Regions from separate parts of the Mus musculus genome. Here region 1 is linked to region 2. Evidence: chromatin contacts called from public HiChIP or PLAC-seq data. All regions are on one chromosome and are shown on one strand. Each heading gives the region's core, a stretch centred on a gene start, on an enhancer-like site or on the middle of the called end of the contact. The rest is flanking DNA. Distances are from core to core; before and after follow the strand shown.

What was found. HiChIP or PLAC-seq counts read pairs in DNA pulled down with a chosen protein or histone mark.
Region 1: an H3K4me3 HiChIP or PLAC-seq map of the SCID.adh cell line shows a contact between it and region 2, with 14 read pairs. The contact joins two enhancer-like sites. A contact is called at or near these places in 4 of 484 Hi-C or Micro-C datasets (CD4 T cells, megakaryocyte-erythroid progenitors and nephron progenitors), 3 of 115 datasets of contacts at active chromatin or transcription factors (CD8 T cells, the SCID.adh cell line and double positive thymocytes) and 2 of 9 other capture datasets (adipose tissue and liver).

The regions. Positions count from the first base shown.
Region 1 is chr1:184,098,779-184,103,298 of GRCm38.p6, forward strand. No RefSeq gene overlaps it. Among named protein-coding and RNA genes, the nearest start is that of Dusp10, 67 kb to the left of the region's middle. Within about 2 kb of position 2,358, at least 32 of the 459 cell types and tissues checked have an H3K27ac peak or open chromatin away from gene starts, as enhancers often do. A contact at or near this core is called in CD8 T cells, the SCID.adh cell line and double positive thymocytes, where this site is marked.
Region 2 is chr1:184,004,499-184,008,977 of GRCm38.p6, forward strand. No RefSeq gene overlaps it. Among named protein-coding and RNA genes, the nearest start is that of Gm39725, 6.6 kb to the right of the region's middle. Within about 2 kb of position 1,818, at least 75 of the 459 cell types and tissues checked have an H3K27ac peak or open chromatin away from gene starts, as enhancers often do. A contact at or near this core is called in CD8 T cells, the SCID.adh cell line and double positive thymocytes, where this site is marked.

The DNA of each region.
Region 1 (4,520 bases), core at 1,108-3,607, 95 kb after region 2:
GAGTGCACGAGTGCAGTGCCTTCCTCTGGAACTGGGGCTTCAGGGGATTGTGAGCAGCCCCACATGGATGCTAGAAACTGAACTTGGGTTCTGGAGAGAGCAGTATGTGCTCCAAACCACTGAGCTATCTCTCTAGCCTCATGGTTTTGATTCTAATTTCCTTGCTTGCTCCACCCCCTCCCTCATCACTTACAAGGAAAACAAGAACACATGTGGCACAGCACCCAGGATCTCACATGACTTGTAAACTAGTAACCCCAGTTCTGCAGAAAGTTAGGGGTCCCCACAGTAGCTTCTTGTGGATTCTGTACAGGCTGTAGATGAGTTAAAAGAGTTTCACCCATGCTCCCTAGAACAATTACAGCCCAGTGTCCTAAAAGGGATTTTTATACCCATCGGCAAAAGTTAGAAGTAATAAAGCCATCGTGAAGAAAAATATAAAGTTGCTTGTGTCCCTGGAGGGACATTGACTTGAATCATAGCCAGCATTGAATTAGTTCCTGGGTTTCTTTTACAAATCTTAGGTGTTCTTGAGAGAGAGAGAGAGAGAGAGAGAGAGAGAGAGAGAGAGAGAGAATAACTATATTTGTGTCCTTCAGAGTCCTGTGATCAGACTCAATGGATAACACTAACATTTTAATATCATAAAAGGTGACTACCATGTGGGTGTTAGGAACATAACCCATGACCTATAAAAGAGCAGCAGGTAGTGGTCCTAACCACCGAGCCATCTTTCTAGACCCCACACTTGACTCTTAAATGTCTTGTAATAATACAGGGTAACAGAAGCAAACTGCTTTTGAGTAAACATAGCATCATTGATATACATGGGAGTGAATAGGCTCACCCTTGAAAAGGCAGTGATCTTTTTCTGGGGATGGGTTGAGTAATGGCTATATATAGGGCACAGCTGTTTAACATGCAGCGTCTCTCAGATGTTCCCAGCTGGAAAAGAGGCAGAATGTGACCGACATCTATTAGGGTCCCAGTCTAGGATGCACATCCCAGTGATAAAGTTTTGAATGCACAACTCTCTTTGCCAAAGACTGAGATTGAATGTTGGGAGAGGAATTTCAAAGGCCATTTGGGCATTTCCAAGGAACATGGTGGCACTTGTTTTTCTCTTGGATTTCATTGTTTGTGTCTACGGGAGCAGGAAGCAATGTAGAAAGATAGGAAAATGAAGATCTTAGAAATCGAAGTGGGTGGTTTGCCTACTGTCTTTGGGTTCTGGAGTATCCAAAGACATATACTGGACTATATTTGCCTATTTCCCAACTGGCAGCATTCTTTTCTCATATAAGGAGAAAATAGATGCAAATTAGAAAGTTTGTATAACTGTGATGGAGTACATGACTAAGCAAGGAAGAATATATTTTTGCATACTCTTTCAGAAAGCTCGGCTCATGATTGCCAGGGCAGTGTAACGGAGGAACATCTTCACTTCCTGATGGAGAGAAAATAGAGTTAGGGATGGACTGGAGACGAGACGAGGTGTGACCAGGCATAAGCACTCAGAATCTGAGCCTGCAGGGGAACCTTTCAGATTCAAATCTCAGCAATTACCAACATTAGACTCAACAGCCATCGTTCACACACGACAACAGCGATGTGAGTGCCGCGGTAGACTGCTAATCTATCTTCAGATGTTGGGTACTCATGTTTCTTGGGATTACAAACAATATTCGGAGCCCCTTTCCAAGGTTTATCTTAGCTCCACGCTTTCATAATAGTTTCCACTTCCCCCTATCTGGTATGCCATACGCCTCTCATATTTACACAGGACACATCCAGGCTTCCAAAGAGAAACTGGACTCTCATCTCTTGCTTAATTCCAGACTTCTGGAGACCTGGCTTTGAGCAGTGCAGCTGGTTCCGTTCTCTAGTCAGTGGACAGTGACCTGAGTTATCTCAGGGTAGAAGTTCAGAGTACAAATTTTAGTCAGCTTCTGGGCTCACAGTGTGGTTACCGTGCAGTTTTAGGGTAAAGAGAGCTCCTGGAAGAAAAATCTTTATGTGTTGTGAGGGGTAAACTGTCTGAACAGATGTCCACAGGCCACCACCTGGCCTACAGTGTTAGTCTTCCATTTGATGTGAGTCTCATTAACATAGCAATGAGTCAGGCAGTCGCCTATCAGTTCTTCCTCCTCTGGACAATATGATCTCCACTGTAGGTAGCTGTCAGAGGAAGCCACATGGACCACTTATCTGTCCATGTCAGTACCCTCCCAGTACTGCTTATAGGGGCAATGGAAGACTGTATTTAAAATTAATAAGAATGCACAATGGTATGGAAATAGCGGGTAGACAGTAAAAATGAAAGTCGAATCTTTAGAGGCTGCCCCCAGACAGTCTTTAGCTTCCGCCCCGATAAATGAACAATTCTGGCAACAGCTTGGCTCTTACTATGAGGTCTCAGTTAACCTCCTCCAGTCTGACTGCCAACACTCAGTTCTTCCACTGCCTAAAATCTAGAACCATATTTGTGAGCCTTGTAGTTTACTCCACAGATAACTCCAGAGTGGCTCCATTCAACAAATAGTCTGAGAGATCCCAGCTTGGCGTTAACTCGGTTGCATCTGGCTAAGCAGCATATGATCTGCAGCCAGCTCTCTTGGGAAACTGTCTTGATGTCCCAGGACACCGAGGTTTCCTTGATTTTATCAGGGGTGCACCTGCAAGATGCCAGCCCTGCAAAGGTCATTTAAGAAGTACTTGCAAGTAGCTACTCCTCACACTGGGGCTACACATGCAAAGTTAAGAGTTAATTTTGAAGACATGAAGGGGATCTCCACCGAGGCTGTGGTTAGGGACCCTTCCTTTCTCTCTCTCTTTCCACCCCTTTTGCCTACCCCGTATTAAGATTTCTATCTTTGGGCTTCTTTTGAAGCCCAGGTATAAGTACAGATGTTTTAACATACTTCCTATAACAGAAAGAGGAGGCCTCAAACTGGCAAAAGTCTGAGTCTGCCCTCATTGTGCAGAAACATGAAAGACTGGGAACTCGCTACATCTGTCACCTACACTCCCTGCTTTGGGCTAGAGTGACAGGCAGTTTCAGTGTGAAGATGCCCCACTCGGGCTTCTGTGTTGAATTCTTGGTCCCCAGCGAGTAGCACTATTTTGAGGGTTGTGGGAACTTTAGACCATGAGACCCAGTTGAAATAAGTAGGTCTCTGGGCCACCTGCTTCCCACTCAGTGGTGAAGGGAGCTGTCATGATGTCTTCACACAGGGCACGGATATAAATGACTGGTTGAAACCTTTACCAGCTACAATTTGAAAGAATTCCTTTCTTCTTTCCAGTGGTCTATGTCAGGTATTTCTGTGACAGCAGTACGATAGTCACCAATGTGGCAATCATTCCTAAGAGTTAAATCTCAAGTTTAGAGATAGTGGGTTGAAGAAGAGTCAGATGAATTTTATCTACTATACTAATGGAACATTAGACCCCGAGACAGGTCTCTGCGCAGAAGTGAGTTTTCAGATGCTTCAGTTGGTCCGCACTACTGCTGGCTCGACTCTGCCCATCTCAATGTACTCTGGCAGCTGCATGGTGGAGTTGTTTTGAATGAGTCCCTGGTCTCCCAGAAGTCTGTGGAAACATAGGTTTTGTTTCCTATCCTGCAAGAGAAGGGTAGTATGGGAAACTTCTCAAGCCTTAGGAAGACAAAGAATTTGATTGCAAACATAATATATGCCCACAAAACATGATATTTAAAGTAGAAAACAGAAAAATATAACCCATTTCTCTTTTTGTCCAGTGTCATGGTTCATTCCCCAATGTGTTTTCTGAGCTCTTCTTAGATCCAACTGTGGCCATTTTGTTTACATACTTTTGTAATTTTGCTTAACATAAGATCAAAAGTATTTCTGGAGTTAGAAGTTTTGCTGACCACTTGAAATGATTTGAAATGAAGCAGCCTGTTAATATATATTCTGTTTACTAATGTGATATATTGTTAGAAATTAAGGAATTTTGCTTGTGCTTCATAAGTTTGAACATTCCCAGGATGTCTTTACTGAAAGCATGGCATGGGCCTCTCACATGGCACCTGGATGCCCTTCTCTTTGGCTGCACAGCTTTGTTGGCCTTCTCTTCCAACCCATTTCTATTGCTTCTTTCAAGTCCCATTTCCACTGTTGGCTCTTCATCTTTACATACAGTTTGTCTATTTCTTGTTGGCTGTATATGCCCCTGAGTTCCTATGCACAGAGTAGATATTCTGTGGCTTTGGGTGGCTTCATCTGCTAGTCCATGATGTTCTACCTACCAAAGGACTTACCATATCATTGAGGCCATATTTAGCATCAGTACTTACTTTCTTGCAGAAGGAGGAAGAGTGAAATAGCTTTGCCTTTTCTTTTTAATATTTATTTTTACTTATGTGCTCTCTCTCTCTCTCTCTCTCTCTCTCTCTCTCTCTCTCTCTCTCTCTCTGTGTGTGTGTGTGTGTGTGTGTGTGTGTGTGTATGTGCTTGTGTGTATGCCACCTGTGTGCCAATACCCATGGAGAGCAG
Region 2 (4,479 bases), core at 568-3,067:
GTGGCACTGGTCTGGAGGCCTTTCTTGATCACTTTGCCCCTCCCACCCCTCCTCCTCCTATCCCTAGGGGCTGAGCTCTGAAACTGTGCAAGTGTGATAGGCAGGGCAGTGTGCAACTGGGCAGTGGCCAGGTGACACCATGCAGCTCCATTTCAGTGTTTCTCCACAGAAAACTGGGGCAAATGCATTGAGGCAAAAAGGCCATGGATGGCTCAATGCTAGGCTGTGCTGTTGAAGTCAGTCATAGACAAGACTGAGACACAATTTGGCTTCACTCAACCACACCCTCAATTTGCCTGTCATTCGTACCTCACTTACCGTTACATGCACAATGAGGGATCAATGAGACCCTCGGGATCTCTTATCCAAAATCCTTTCCAGTCCAAGTTCCTGAGTGAGAGAGTTCACGACCACAGTCGGGTTCCTCAGTTAGAGCTCTGAAGAGGCTGGCAGGTCACCAGGAATATATGTACCACTACAGCCCCTGCAGAGTATTTTCAAGTCACATGATTTGGGAGAAAATGGGGGTCCAGTGTTGTTTACTAAGATGTCTTGCCCACCATTCAGGAAGGGGTGAAAAGGGAGAACCCTCCCAGATCACCTTTTCTACTCATAGATATTGGGCATTGTGGCCTCCTTCTGGTTCAGTTGCCTGTGAAAATCATTTCATAAAGGGAATGTAGGAAGATTTAGCTCCTCAAGAAGCCTACTAGGACAAATGTATTGCCTTTTAGAAGTACTCAGCCACTCATCATGGAGATACAATGGAAAAAGCAAGCCCTCCAGGAGCCAGTCACCCACCCAAGTCCTTCCTACTGGAACTGAGATTTGAACCCAAACTCTGAAGTACACTTTTTCCTCACCACAGTGTTACTGTGCAGAAGGTTTCTAGTCTTCAGATGAGCTTCTCTTGGTAGACATGAAGTTATAGAAAGAAAACACTGTCTAGCCAGGTTTCTGCCAATGCTCAGGGCAGGAGACAGGTGTATGCCCCAGTGGTGTCAGCCATATAACACAAAGGCCCAATGGTTACTTAGGGTAGCAGCACCTTGGGGTGACCTGAGAATCAGTTTCCTGTGCTGTGGGCATGTTCAGAAGGCTAAATGGAAACATCTCTGTGTCTGGCCTCTCAGCCAGACTTAATAATTCGCTTGTATAACCTCTGGGTCTCCTCTTGGTGGCCCAAAGTGGTCAGATTTAAGAGCTTTATGGACGTCCTGCTATGTTTAGTCTCTCCCCGGGACTAACTATTTCTCTAATCCAGATGGTATGTTTACCACACACACATCCTGCAAGGCAGGGCATGGTGTTAGCAAGAACAGCTAGCAAACCACAACACTCGCTCACGTTACCAGAAGAGCCTGGGACAGGAAGCAGGTAGATCCCCTCCTCCCACGAGTCTGGTCTCACCTCCCTTCCTGGGCTTTGTGGTGATAGTGCTCCTTTCTGTCCCCTGGAAGCCAAATTGAGGCACCTCAGGGAACACACAGGCCACATATTCAGTCCCACAGCACTTCTGCTTCCTCCTCCTCCAATGTAGGAGGAATCATGATTTCTCTTCCTCTCTTCTCAGTCTTTCTTTCTACCTTGTTCTCCCTCACTTCCAAGATTTAGTCTTCCCCCAGGTCTCTCTTTCTGGGCTTATTTATGCCAGCCTATTCCAAGGTCCATGCTTAAGAGAACATATCAGGTTCTAGTTTTAAAGGAGTTAGGAAGAAACCCAAGGTGACCACATTGGTTTCCACTGAACTCAGAATCAAATGTCAAGTGCCTTGTGGCCCTGTTCACACTCCAGTGTACACTCCACCACAGCCTGCAACTGCACAGCTCCTGCTGAGCACATCAAAACTGGCAGGGGTGGGGGAGGGAAGGTAGCAGTGTTCCCTCTATTAAAGGGATCTTTATATTCCTCCTCCATTTCTTTGTCCCCCACTATGGCAAATTGCAATGAGCATGCCAACTTACCCTCCAATTGTATCTGTTGTTTTAAAAAAGCATTGCTTCAGAGGGTCCCAGGGGATGTCTTGGGAGGCTCTGGAGTGAGGCCCTCCATGTGGCTCTCCTTCCCAAAGCTTACTGCTCATAAGCTCAGAAGACACTGATAATTTCAAGGCCAACCAAACCATAGTGATATGTTCTCGACACGTGCTCTTGGCCATCATCCTGCTGAGATTTTGTGCAGAATTTTGAAGCAGGAATGATCTCTGAACGCCTCATTCAATGCTGCGAAGTCCCTATGGTAAAAATTCGTGGACATTTTGCAGGGGTGGCTGTGTGATGCTCAGTGGTCCGCCAGCATGTGCACACGGTATGGGTAAAGTGCTTAGACTGCTGCAGGCATCATTCCGCTGAGACTCCTCCCCAGACCCCTGTCTATAGATTTTGCCAATGAACAGCAAAACTCCTGCGCACAGTCCTTAACAGAAACGAAGCCTACCTGTACAGACTTGTTGAGGACATGCGAGGGAGGCAGCAGAGATAGCAGTGAGCCCACGCAGCAAGGAGCCTCTCACCGGTCTTCAGTTTGTGCTAACAATGAGTGACAAGATTTTGATGAGAAGGCGACTGAGCTCTGAACCCCAGGAACACACTGAATGTTGTACAAAAAAAAAAAAAAAAAGGGATACAAATTCCTGTTCTTCCCTGGATCTGGATGGTTGGGACTTACTGCTTTCTAAACCTTCTGAGTGTTTTGTTTTCTTTACCCATAATACAAATAATTACAGCTTCTTCATCAAAGGGATGAAACAGTCAGGAATATACTCAGCTCTTGAGAAGGGCTCCATGAGCTGCTGAGCATGCCTCCTTACCACTGCAGGGAGATACAGCCCATCCTGGCCAGGAACCTGGAGGCCAGCTTGTCACAGTGTATCAGCGGTAAGAAAGCAGAGAGCAGATAGGAAATGATGCCAAACCATGAAGCTGCAAGGCCCTAGCCCCTAGTTACCTACTGCCTCCCGTGAGGCTTCTCCCCCTAAGTGTTCCCCAGTCTTTCCAAAGAGCACTGCCAGTGGAGAACCAAGGGTTCAAACACAAGAGCCTGTTCGGGGGCAGGGAAGCATTTCACATTCAAACCTTAGCAGAGTATCCTATCTGTGCTCTGTAGATTCAATGCCTAAAGTTTGCCTAGGGTTCTTCCCTGAGTATTTAAATCGCAGTCCTGTTTCTTGCTGGCAAACTCAATGAACTGAAACAGGAGGCTAAAAAAATTGAATTAGCCAACCTCCTCTTGGCCTAATCGCTTCTCAACAGAGAAATCTGAACCTGGGGCTAGACTTCCCCCCCTTCCCAGAGGACAGCAACAACTTAACTCCAACTTAGGGGCGTCCCAAATAAATCAGCTGCCTATTTCCTGATCCCTCTGATTCCCATCCAAACAATAAAACACACAGAGCCACAATCTTGGTAGGAAAAATATATATTTTAAATATTTAAGCCGGGCGTGATGGCACACGCCTTTAATCCCAGCACTCGGGAGGCAGAGGCAGGCGGATTTCTGAGTTCGAGGCCAGCCTGGTCTACAAAGTGAGTTCCAGGACAGCCAGGGCTACACAGAGAAACCCTGTCTCAAAAAACTCAAAAAAAGAAAAAAAGATATTTAAAATGTGATTTTAAACATCACTGATAACCTCTGAGCCAGCAGAATCTTCACTGATAAAGGATAGTGATCATGAACGGGCTTTAAAAGAACATAAATAATCCTATCCAAAGCATATATATATATATTTTTTTCCCCAGGAGGTGAGACAAGTATGGCCTTATACAATATGCATGGATACATAGGTGCTAGGGAACTTATTTCCAAGGCTCATTTGGTGGATATAGGGTATAAGTCCACCATTGGGGTGATGTGATATTTAAAATTACTTCTGTGGTATTTGATAGTTGCAAAATGACTTGCAGTTATGTATTAGGTCATGATTCTACACTGAACAGACCTTTCCTGCAATAAAGGAGAGCAAGCAAGGAAGAATGGGCTATGGAAAAGCTCTGGAAAGTCTTTGTCATTGTCCTGGTTAGCTTTAACTGTTAACTTGACATGGCCGAGAGTCACCTGAGAGGAGAGCCTCAACTGAGGAACCGTCTAGATCAGACTGGCGTTATTATTTTGATTGTTAATTGGTATAGGAGGTCCAACCCACTGTGGGCAGCACCATTCCCTGGGCTGGTAGTCTTGGGACGTATAAAGAAACTAGCTGATCCAGCAAGTAGTGTTCCTCTGTGATTTCTGCTTTCTTCCTTGCCTTTAAGTCCTTTGGTCAGAAGTAATACTGTATAGAATAGCAAACAGATATGGCTTCAAGTTTATGCTTGAGCTCCTGTCCTGACTTCCCTCATTACCTGGAGGATATAATGAACCCTTCCTCCACAATGCTGCTTTAGATTATGGTACTTGTCCCAGTAATAGAAAGGAATCTCAGACAGCCATCTTTTGGTGTCTACTCTCAGAGAAGCCTACTCTTCTCTTTTCTGAAACAC